2 separate regions of the Rattus norvegicus genome follow, and region 1 is linked to region 2. The links are chromatin contacts, called in public Hi-C maps. All regions are on one chromosome and are shown on one strand. The core of a region is the stretch at or near the end of the contact, and the rest is flanking DNA. Distances in the headings are between cores, read along the strand shown.

The links. Hi-C and Micro-C count contacts between places; a contact is called where the count stands out from the background.
Region 1: a contact with region 2 is called in a Hi-C map of Schwann cells, with 5 times the contacts expected there. The contact joins the promoter of Srcap here to the enhancer-like site in region 2. A contact is called at or near these places in 8 of 12 Hi-C or Micro-C datasets (the A7r5 cell line, the Rat2 cell line, Schwann cells and 5 more).

Annotation. Positions count from the first base shown.
Region 1 is chr1:191,549,235-191,555,508 of GRCr8, reverse strand. Srcap (Snf2-related CREBBP activator protein) reads right to left here and starts at 1,466. Exons shown (of 34, transcript NM_001426934.1): 1 at 1,161-1,466. LOC120099937 (a long non-coding RNA gene) reads left to right here and starts at 2,097. Exons shown (of 2, transcript XR_005499475.2): 1 at 2,097-2,221.
Region 2 is chr1:191,425,885-191,432,242 of GRCr8, reverse strand. No RefSeq gene overlaps it. Among named protein-coding and RNA genes, the nearest start is that of Zfp764l1, 7.3 kb to the left of the region's middle. Within about 2 kb of position 4,287, at least 46 of the 93 cell types and tissues checked have an H3K27ac peak or open chromatin away from gene starts, as enhancers often do. A contact at or near this core is called in Schwann cells and liver, where this site is marked.

The DNA of each region.
Region 1 (6,274 bases), core at 217-2,716, 130 kb before region 2:
AAAAAAAAACAAAACTGTAAAAGCTAAAAGCACTTAAAGCTCCGACAGACAACTGAAGGACTTATCTAGAAGTTGCCAAAGCCTCCTGGATGCCTGACAGCTTCTTTGCCTTTTCAGTGAGAACTTAACAGAAATGAGAGTGGAGTTCCCAAAAAAAACAAAAAGCAAATAGTTGGACCCTTTGGATACAGAACGAGCAAGACGAAAGAGCCAAAGAACTTTAAAGAAAGCGCTTTTTAAGCGGGCATAAGTGAAGTAGGCTCCAACGAGACCCAACAGCCGGAAACAAGCAGGGTTAAAGTATTCAAGGCCCAGAAGCTTAAGTCCAGTTAACTCCTTATCTAGGTGCTGTGCTGCCTTGATTCACCCTCCAGAACATTCCGAGGATTGGAGGAAATCCAAATCCATGGGGCCTCAACTATTGACTCCAGCATTCCTAATGATCTCCCAATACCCCTCAGTAGACTGACCCAACATGACCCTTGACCTCTGCCAAGTTTTTACAACTAAGACAGCAGCCCCGCCCCCTCACGGTCGCCCACCCCACCCAACGTGCGCGCCAGGCTGGGGGAGGGGCTGGCGCGTGCGCGGCTGGAGGCGGGGTGAGCCGGCAGCGCGCACGGCCTGAGGGTGGGGGGGTTCCCGCCAGAACCCTATCCCATAGACTGGGTCACAGGACTCAGAAGTCCGCGTCCGTCAGCGCCCACACATCAACAGACCGCAAAAGGCTCAGGAAGGAAGAGTTCGTGCGCAAAGTCTCGGTCTCCTAAATGGATTATGGTGGGCATGCGCCCGGACTATTCGTCTCATGCTCCCTTTCCTCTTCCTCTCCCCTGAGGGGAGGCAGGTTGGTGGGCGGGCAAAGCGCACCTGGGTCCGTCCTCTCGGGGTTTGCTCGCTCACGCACGCGTGCGCAGAAGGGCAGGAGGGCAAGGAGACGCTCCGACACCAGGTGCCACTTCGCTTGACCCCCCCCACCCCCCACGACGTCTCTATGGGCGCGCGCAGGCAACCTTGCTCACCAGGCCCCAGGGCCCCGCTGACGGTGCGCGCGCAGCACCCCGGGAAGGTGGGAAGAGGCGCTCGTAGATGCGCGCGCAGTCACCCGTCAGGGGAGGGGAAACTGTGGAGCCTCCGCCATCTTGTCTCCCTCTCCTTACCTGCGTCCTCGGGGGCGTGCTCACCACCCCCCCTCCCGCCGAGGAGGGGGGAGGGCCCCCTCTTGGTCACCGCCTTCACTGCTTTAAATTCCCCTAAGGGCCGCAACAAGAGCCACTCCAGTGCTCCCACCGCTTCTAGTCACGCCACGAAGGTGAGATCAGTGAGCTGAAGAAAAAGGAGACGCTACTCTCAGCGACCCCGCCGCCGCCGCTGCTCCCGAGGCCTCACCAAAATGGCCGCCGCCGTCTCGGCCGCCACCGCCACTACCACCACCACTACCACCACCACCAAGGCTCGTTATCGCTACCGCCAGAGCGGCCCGTCTTCTCGCGATACACAGTAACTGGAGGCTGGAGGGGCGGGTAGGCTCGCGTGCTAGCGTAGGACAGTGGGGCGCAAAGCAAGTTGGGAGTTGTAGTTCGCTCCATGGCTCCATGCTGGCCCAGCATGCTTCAATGGGTCTGACACTCCTGCTACATTGCAGCTGCCCGCTGGGACCGCCCTTTGGGTTTAGGAAGGTTTTGTTTTTTGGTTTTTTTTCAGGGCTACTTGTTTCACACGGATTTGGAAGTTTTTATTTTTGCAGATCACCGAGTGAAATGAAACAAATGAATAGTAGAGCCTAGATCTCCTGATTCCCAAAGCAGTTACTTTTTTTGTTTGTTTTTGAAAGGCCATGTCTCACAATGTAGCTTTGGCTGACCTGGACTCACTATGTAGATCAAACTAACCTTACTTACATTTACAAAAATGCTCCTGCATCTTCCTGGGATTAACGTGTGCACCACCACTACCAGCTGCAACTTTGTAGCATTGGTTTCCAAAGAGCTCCCAAACATCTTGCCAATGGTTTACAGTCTTTTATATTAATAACTATTTTGAGAGGTTGGGAACATAGCTCAGTGACTAAGAATATTGGGTGCTTCCTCTTCCAGAGAACCCACATTCTATCTCCAGAATAAAGAAGCTCCTGCTCTTTAACTCCAGTTCCAAGGAATCTGACACCCTCTTCTGGCCTCAGGGAGCAATGCACAAACATGGTGCACAGATATACACGAAGGTAAAACGCCCATTCACATTAAATAAAAATCCTTAAGGAAAAAAAAAAAAAGCTGGATGGTCACCATTGGGATTAAAGATCACAATGGCCTTTAATCCAAAGTAGGGCAGATGAATCTCTGATTTCTAGGGCAGCCAAGGCTACAGAGAAAAATTCCTGTGTCTAGGGGAAAAAAAAAATCCCTTCCAGAATCTAATACTCCTTCCCCATTTTAATGCATTTATTATCTGCAACGGTTCCAAAGAAGATCTTAAGCCCTTGGTTACATAGCAAGATCCTACCCCAAACATAACTAATAATTAAGAAAACAGGTGGGATAAAATAAAAATAAATCAGAGATGGACAGGGGAGAAGCCATTGTGGGGAAATGGAAGTTGAATAGAGACTGAAAGAAAGATTCTTTACAGCTAGGTATGATAGCATATACACACAATCCCAATTTACTGGTAGAGGCCAGCCTTCTTCGATGTTGAATAACTCAGTACACACACACACAGATTCTAAAGTTCAAGATTGTCCTGTCTTTTAAAAGGACATGCATATAGTCTTGTAGAAACTATGTGTTGCTTCTTTTCACTTTAGGACTTTAAAGTTGTGTGTTTGTGTTTAAATAATTACAGATGTAGGGCTAGAGAGATAGTTTAAGTGGTTAAGAACACTGGCTACTCTTCCTTAGAATCCAGGGTTTGATTCTCGAACCCACATGGAAGCTTTTAACAGTTTCTAACTTTAGTATTAAGGGAATTGAAACCTTCTAGCACAGAGACAAAAATTCAGGCATAAAATAAAGATAAATTCTAAAATTACAGGGGTAATAAATATTTGCTTTTGTAAAAATAAATCTAATGTGAACTATCAAAGGATCATCTGCAAAACAAACTTCCCCACATGTTCTCAGTACCCTGCCTAGAGTGCCCTACCCAGAAGTAATCAGTGTTGAGTCCCCTATATCTAAATGATACCATACTATAAATTGTTTTATTTTTCTTTACACTTTGGCAATTTATAGTTGTTTTACATCTTGCCTTTTCAGGCTTATAATATCTGGAAAGATATTAATAAAGATAACGATAGGGCCAGGTGTGGTGGCCACTTTCACTACAGTGCTCAGTGGCATTAGCAGGGAAAATCTTGAATTCAAGTCCAAGCTTTTTTACATAGTGAGACCCTATCTTTTTATGTCCAGTCCTTACCACCCCACTTGTTCCTGTATTCCACCCCCCACAAAGAAAGAAAGGAAGGAAGAAAAGATAAATAGTAAGAAAGAAAAGAAAGGAAAAGAAAGAGAGAAAGGAGAAATGTAGGTACTGGAAGAGAGATGACTCAGCAGTTAAGAGCACTGGCTGGCTCAGGCTAGGACCTGACTTTATTGAGTTCCCAGGACCAACAAGACATCTTGCAAACATCTTACCTCTGTGCCACTGCACATAGTGCACAGACATACATACATACAGGCAAAACACACCCATGCATATTTAAAATATATTTTAATATTTTTAAAATGTTGGGTATGGTGATGAACAACTTTAATTTCAAACATTCAGAAGGCAGAAACAGATATCTGTGAGTTCAAGGCCAGTCTGGTCCACATAGTTCTGTTTCAAAACACCAAAGTAATAATAAAAAATAAATGTATGCTAAGCTTTATTTCACTCTAGAATAGCTAAAAGCTGAGTAAGGTGCTGGGTGCCTATAGTCCCAGGAATTAAGGAATCTAAGAAAAGAAAATTGTAAGAGCAAGATCAGCATGGGGAATGGTTCAGTGGATACAAATGCTAGCCACTTGAGCTACATCCAAAGAACTCTTACTTAAAAAAAAACAAACAAACCTAGCTTCAGCGATACACATCTGTAATTCCAGAACTCCTACCAGCAACATTGAAAAATTACTCCCAGGCCAGCTAGAATGGAGCACAAGAACAACAACAGGAATGAGCCTGCCTCAGAACAAGGTTAAAAGAAAATCAGCTCCCAAGACACTGTCCTTTAAGCTTCACATTCGTGCCCTGATGCAAGTACACCCCCTTCTCAAGACCAGACTGGCTTGGACTATATAGCCATACTTTATCTCAAATAAATACTAGATAGATGTGTAATAGTGAATTCTAGGTCAGCCAGAACCACTTAGACTCTATCTTGAAAAACAACAAAAATATCTTTCTGGGTCTTGCTGTGTAGCCCAAACAAGCCTAAAGGCTAGTGGCAAGGTTCAGCAAGGGTGTGATTTGAATTCACATTACTGAGTGGGAGGAAAAAAAAGTAGGGGCCAGGTCCAATCCCCAGAACCCATGTACATGTAAAAAGAGAAACCAACTCCCAAAAGTCCATGTGTATACCTTTGCCTTCCAAGACAGTAACTTCAACAGGTGGCTGAAGAGATCGTTCAGTAGTCAAGAGCACTTGTTGCTCTTGTAGAGGACCTGGGCTTGGTTCCAAGTACCTACATGATGACTGACATCTTTCATAATACCAGTTCCAGGGGATCCAAACCCCCTTTTTGGTTTCCTCTGCCACCAGGCATGCACATGGTACACATACATACAGGTAAAACATTAATATTCATGTAAGAATTTTACAAATTAGGGGCTCAGTGAGTAAACATATTTGCCACTAAACCTGACATGAATTTGATGCCGAAACTCACAAAGTAGAAGGCGAATAAGGGTCTCTATTTCAGTTGGTAGAGTGCTTGCCCAACATTTGTGAAGCCTTGGGTTCAGTTCTTAGTGTCATTTTAAAACAGATGTGATGGCGTACACCATCATTCTGGAGGAGGTGGCAGGAAGATAAAAAGTTCAGGGTTATCTAGCAACTCTTGAGACTTGCATGGGCTATATGAAATTCTGCTAAAAAAAAAAAATAACTAGCCCAGTTGGTAGTGTGTTTGCATTGTGGCACAAAGTCTTTGGTTGGCTGTCAGCATTACATAAAACTTGCTATGAAAGATAATAATCCCAGTACCTGAAGATTGAGGAAAGATGATCTCATGAGGCAACTCTGGTCTATATAGTGAATTCCCAACCAATTAGGTATATACGGTGAGACCCTTCTCAAAACACACACACACACACACACACACACAATACCACAAAAACATGGAGGGGGTTGTGTGTGTTTCAGTTGGTAGTGTGCTTGCTTCAACTGGAAGTGATAATCCTAACACCAGGGAGGTAGACACAGGAGGATCAGTGTTCAGGGTTATTCTTGACCACATCACAAGTTTGAGGACAGCCTGAACTTAAAATAAACCCTGAGAACTGTGATTCTGTAATTCTAGTACTTAGGAGTTCAAGGCTAGCCTGGGCTGTATAGTTTCTGGCCAGAATTGGCTAAGGTAACAAAATACCTGTAATCCCAGCAAATGGGAGGTAGAGCTTTGAGGATCAGGAGTTAAGCGTTATCTGAGCTTCCCAGTGAGTAGAGACCAACCTGGGTTGTATGGGATCTTGTTTCAGCTCTACTCAAAACCAACAACAAAAGATGCCAGGGGGTGACAGTAGTCCACAAGCCAGCTTTCATGGTCTTTTGCAAACAGCACAGATGATTGATCAAGATGGTGGCTGTTTGCCTTGGAGGATAGTCCTGTACAGAGTCAATGTATATGGGGCTGGAGAAGGCAGCTTAATGGTTAAGAGAACCTCCTGTCTCTCCAGAGGACCCCAGTTCTGTTCCCTGCACCCACATGGCAGCTCACACACCTGCCTTTAGCTCCAGTGTCAGAGGATCTGATGCCCTCTTCTGGCTTCCTTTGGGCCTAAGGCATTTCTGTGGTGCACAAACATGTAGGCAGGCAAAACATACATAAAAGAGAAAAATAGAAGAAACATGAGCATATATCTTTAATGTCTAAATATATCTGTAATATATTTTCTTCATATATATAATGCTTATAATGACATTTAATATTGTTAACATTGCTTTATACTTGTGTTTTTTTCAATGTTGGATTAGACCCAGGGCCTATACCAGGCTAGGCCAGTGCTCTGAGTTCTATCCTTAGATAACTATTTTACATCTAACTATTGATATTATGAAATTCTTACTCAGAAGTAA
Region 2 (6,358 bases), core at 3,038-5,537:
CCCTGGAGCTCACTGCCAAGTGTGGCCAGTCTAATTGTTGAGCTCTAGAGCAAATGAGAAGGGGGTCAGGCTCCTAAGAGCAACATGACAGGTTTTCTGGCCTCCACATGCACACTATTATAGTTTATTATTGTTATTATTATTATTATCATTATTGTATACTCATGCATGTGGACTCGGACAATTTTGGAGGGTTCTTTTTTTTTTTTTAAGATTTATTTCATGTATGTGGGTACACTGTTTTCAGACACACCAGAAGAGGGCATCAGATCCCATTACAGATGGTTGTGAGCCACCATGTGGTTGCTGGGATTTGAACTCAGGACCTCTGGAAGAGCAGTCGTTGCTCTTACCCGCTGAGCCATCTCCAGCCCTTTACTGTAGGTTCCATATCAAATTCAGGTCATCGGGCTTACACAGCAAGCACGTTTACCCTCTGGGCCATTCTGGCCACCTGAGCTTATCGTTTTCAACTTACAGTTTTGGCATCTGAGGATGCTATTTCACAAACCATTCTGTCATTGAGCACCACACACAGTGTAGTTCACATTGTACACATTCTGAATGGGAAGCCTGGAGCTTATGGTCAAAGATGCTGTGTGTGTGTGTGTGTGTGTGTGTGTGTGTGTGTGTGTGTGTGTGTCTGCACGTGAGTGAGTGTGCTGAGGATTGTACCCAGGGGCCTCATGAACTCTGCATTGTAATAGTACATGGCCTCGGCTTGGGTTTTTCGGCTTTTTAGTAGGAAGCGACTCATCTAAAGGACAGGAGAGAAGACTGAATGGTTAAAAGCGATTTTCTTGCTGAAGACCCGGGTTCAATTCCCAGCACCTACACAGTGGCTCACCACTATCCACAACTCCTGTTCCAGAGCTCTCTTCTGACCTCAGAGGGCACCAGGCACACATGGTACACATACACACATGCAAGCAAAACACTGAATAAATGAATAAAAAGACATTATTCATTTAATCAGGATGTGATAGAGTCTTAAGTATAGTTTCAGCACTATGGATGCTGAGGCAGGAGGATTTGAGTTCAAGGCCAGTCTGGGATAACACTTGTCTCAAACGAAGAAATCAATCATTCAGAGCTGGAGTTGTACTTGGATCCTCATTAGCCTGAGGGTAGCTCTGGGTTTGGTTCTTAGCAATGAAAAAAACAAAAACCAAAAAAAAAAAAAAGAAAAGAAAAGAAAAGAAAAAAAACAAAAACAAAAACAAAACAAACAAAAAAACCTGGAGGAAAAGACAGGTTTATCTCTGTAAGAGGCCTGAGTCTGCATTCTCTCTCTCTCTCTCTCTCTCTCTCTCTCTCTCTCTCTCTCTCTCTCTTCTTTTTCTTTTTTTTCCGGAGCTGGGGACTGAACCCAGGCGCTTGCTAGGCAAGCGCTCTACCACTGAGCTAAATCCCCAACCCCTGCATTCTCCTTTTTGAGCCAGTACTGGATCCCCTTCTTGGTTTTAGTATTCTCCCACGTTCTTGCCCATTCCATAACACATAACAAAAAGGTTAAGGAATGATAATTGATGTCATGAGATGTGCTTGTAAGACTCCTGCATAATCCTTACAACAACTGCTGTGGCATAGAGATTCGAGCTCTCCCTCTGCGGGGAGTTCCCACAGCAACAGCTGCAAGCGCACAGAGGCCTCAGCACACAGAGGCCTCGTCACACAGAGGCCTCTTCACATAGAGGCCTGCACCTTTCTCTACGCAGTGACTCCTGCAGTACATTCTCCCAACTCATCACTGACTTCTCAGCTATGCTATCATATCAGCCATCACTGGGTTGCAGCTAACTTTTATTTTATTAATAGCCCCAAAGCCCAGGGTAGCAATGCTGGCAACTCCAATGCCAATCAGAAGCCATGCAGTACTTCCTTGAAATAAAATGAAGGCTGTTGACTTCATATAGAAAGAAACTATACGAGGTTAAGATCAGTGGCAGCAACCCACTATGGCAATGCATATTTCTAAACTCAGCATTTAGGAGGTCCAGGCAAGAATTTGAGGCCCGGGGCTGGAGAGATGGCTAGAAGTTAGGAGCACCTTTTGCTCTTGCAGAGGATCCAGACTCAATTCCCACCACCCATGAGATGGTTCAGGACTGTCTGTAACTCCAGTTCCAGCTGATGTACTTCCCAGACCTCTTTGGGTACAAAGCACACACTTGGTACACATACATGCAGGCAAAACACACATAAATGACTAAATCTAATTAAAATACAAAACAAAAAATGAGGTCAACTTCAGTTACAGAGAGAGGCTAGCCTGGGGTATATGAGACCTTATTCCCCCTCCCCCCAAAAAAGGAGAACTGGGGAGACTGTTTAGTGATAGAAATGCTTCTCCAATAACCACAAAGACCAGAGTTAAACACCAACTCCTATAGTAAGTTCTGAGAAGCTTGAGACTCTTTCTCAGAGGAGGGGGAGCAAAACAGCTGGGTATGGTAGCTCGTGCTTGCAGCCCCAAAACAGAAAGGTTACTGGAGTCCCAGGCCATCTTGGGCTACAGAGTGAAATCTCTCTCTCTCTCTCTCTCTCTCTCTCTCTCTCTCTCTCTCTCTCTCTTTCAGACACACGCACGCACGCACGCATACACACACACATACATGCACACACATACACACACTCATACACACACATAAATTTAATGAATTAAATACAGACAAGAAACAACAGAAAACCATGATAGCCTAATGACATGTTGCACGCCATGTTGCAAAATACATCATCAGTTTCTCACCGCCCAGCCATTGCACCACTCCACAGGGTCACAGGGTGTCTACAGTACAATAACCATTTAAGACGTGCACTGTATGCTGGACTTTGCTACTTTGTAGGTTCTTCTCTCTTCCACTCTTCTTCACACACACACCCCCTCATCACTATTATCACCTTGGGTATCAACCCTAATACTAGTTAATTAAGAAACACAGACAGACAGATGCTGATTTCAGGACCATCAGAATAATATCTGGTTATCCAATGGAAACTTTAAAAGTCAAGAAGGCGGGCTGGAGAGATGGCTCAGTGGTTAAGAGCACTGACTGCTCTTCCAGAGGTCCTGAGTTCGATTCCCAGCAACCACATGGTGGCTCACAGCCATCTATAGTAAGATCTGGTGCCCTCTTCTGTCATATATATGCAGAACACTGTGTATGTAATAAAAGTCAGGAAGACTTGGAACAATATATTTCACATTCTGACAGCCCAGAGTACCACTCCCAGCAAAGCTCTTCCATAATTGTGCACAGAGTGCATACTTGGTGCTCATGGCTAGCAGCCTCCCAGAGCAGAAGCTTCCTGTGTGACACAGACCTTGACACAATCTGCTGAAAGATTTGAAATCACTCTGTGCCATGGGGATTCACACCTGCTCTCTCTCAGCTCACTATAGACCCAGTGTACTTGCACAGAGACAGGGAAAATTATGGCTGCATGAGAAAGAGAGAGCCCCTTGCTCTGAAGTCTGTCTGAAGCCTCTCCCCAGCAGAAAAGCAAGAATTCCAGGACACATTTTGGAGGAGTGGCGTTTTGTGCACTGTGTAAAGATTATCTTTGTATTATTCAAATGCTGATTTCTGTGCTGGCAGAGATCTGAAGTCAGGCAGGACTTGTTCTGTCACTAGTATGAAGCACCTCCTGTCTCGGTATTTTATAAACATTGTTCTTCATCACCTTGTGATTGGTTAAATAAAGATCTGAATGGACGGGCTGGAGAGAAAAGACAGAACTTCCCGGTAGAAAGAGAGGTCTCAGTGGGGGCCAGAGAGGCAGGAGTTCCTACCCAGACTTGGAGAAAGAAGCAAGGACTAAGAGACAGACGTCTAATTAAAAGATAATACACCACGTGGGGGGACATAGGTCAGGCCAATATTGCTAGGTTAAACTGGCTAAATCTGCCCAGCAATAGTACCTAAACTCATAATACATATAGTAAGTGTTCCTGGCATCACTCGGAGCAAGGGGGAGCATACAAAGACCATCACGGTTACATTTGGCTTCCAACGTAAGGGCACATAATATCCAAGCTTCAGGCTTGCGAAAAGCAGAGAACAAATACTTCCCATAGCAGTTTTCTAGCTGGGCAGGAGGTGGCCGGTCATCTCTGGCCGGTCAAGAGATGCCTTCAGACCCTGATGAGTAGCACAGCCAGGAAGGAATGGGGAGCGGAAGCCTTAGGGCACTTCAAAGGCACAGCTCCTTCAGAGGCCCTGCTGTGCAGCGGAGCACTTGAATACAGCGGGTGAGCTAACTCAGCTGGGTGCTGCCTGCGCTCCGCAGCAGGGTTCCAGACGTTCTTCTGGCTGTGGCAGAGCCATCAATCCACCGCGGCTCGCAAGGAGCGCCCGCACTGCGGCTCGCAGGAACGCAGATCCAGTTCATCACCAGGAGACGAGGTAGAAACGGCGGCCCGGCCGCAGCGCGGTCCCAGCAACTTCCCAGAGCTGGAGCGAGTAGGCGAGGGGCCAGCTGGTGCCCGACAAGGTGAGGCTGGACCGTCATGGGAGGGCAAACAGCGGACCCGTCCCGCCCAGGGTGGTAGGAGGGGACAGGCTTCACAACACAGGCCAGCCTAAGAACAAAACCCTAAGCTCAGAAGCTGCCAAGCAAGACTAGCAGAGCCAGCAGCCAGCGAGATGAGCTGTGCAGCAGAAAGAGCCTGCACTGGTGCAGAAGGCAGCGGACGGAGAAGCTTATCGCTATGTCAGCAAAAGTATGCAGAAAGAGTGTTAAGAAAAGTGAAAAGGGGGCTGGAGAGATGGCTCAGCATTTAAGAGCACTGACTGCTCTACCAGAGGTCCTGAGTTCAATTCCCACAACCACATAGTGGTTCACAACCATCTGTAATGGGATCTGATGTCCCCTTCTGGAGTGTCTGAAGAGAGAGCAGCAATGTACTCCCATACATAAAATAAATAAATAATTCTTAAAAAAGAAAAATGAAAAAGACTAAACCACAGAAAGAGTTTAGAGAAAATTAAACGCAGTAAAAGATATTAAGTTCGAAAACGGTAAAAGAGAAATAAATAAATATGCATAGAAAGTAAAATCTCTGACAGATAAAGAGAAGTAGAGTGTTTTGAAAGATACATATATGCTAAAGAAAATAGACTGAACACAATCATAGAAAGAAATACTGAGTTTGACTATAAAGTCTACAAAAAAAGGAGAAAGAAAAATTCTGTAAGTGTGCGCAATAAAGAGAAGTCTCCAAAGGAAAGAGAATTAAAGCGATTAAAAAGAAGATACTTTGTTAAAAAATGGAAAATACAGTGGCAGAGGCATGTGGATTCTGTATAATTTTGTTTCAATTATCAGTAAACAAATAATTATATTTTCGGTAGTAATTAGTTTTATATGTCCTTTTCCAGAGACAGACTTAGAGAAGGAAAAGACTGAAAAAATGCTAGATCGAAGGCAATAGAAAAGAGAATCCTTTGATTCAGAATAAAGGAGCTTCAGAGGAAACCAGTCTAAAGCCTACAGCGTCACCTTGTGATTGCATCGCAGAATGGCAGCCTGTCGAGATGCTAAGTAAAGAGGCTACAGCAGGAGCCGACGGAACCAGACTAGATATTGTATTAATATTGTCAAGGATCAATTACTATATGGAGATCTGTATGCTGAGTTAAACGTAAAGGTTCTGTTTAATGATGCTACCTTACAGCAATACCATACAATAAGTTATGTGTTTCATTTTGTAGAGTTGAGAGAATAGGATATATGCACATGGTAAAACATTGATACTCGAGGTTTCAATGCTTCTGAAAATGCTGTTTTTCAGATTGCACATTTAGATAACAATATTGGAAATGCCTTTTTACAGACCGAAGTTGATAATGCTTCGACATAGGAAACGTGATATTAACATACCCTACAATCCTGCAGGACAAGTAATTGTAGAGAGATCTGACATTATTCCAACATCTCCCCTTTTAGTCCAAGTTCTTTCTATAACATCAATACACTTACACAGTAGGAACAATTATGAGAACTATCAGGTAGGAATTACATTCACAATGTGCAGTCCATTTGTATCTAGCAACCTTTAAGAACTATTCCACCATCTACCCTATTTTGATGAGTCCGAAGTCCTGTACCTAAGTCATTTTTATCATTATATAAATGTTTATATCTTTTAACCTTTATAATTTACATTACCAACTTAAAAATATCTTTTTAGACCTTTGAACATTTTCTTATACCCTAAAGAGCTCAAGCTTTTATATGAGACCATAACTGTCTCTCCAACCCCAACAGAGACCTGAGAAGGATAAATATTATCTGAGTAAACAGGAAGAGCAGAGAAAACAACGTCCAACACTATAAAAACGACAGAGACATCTGG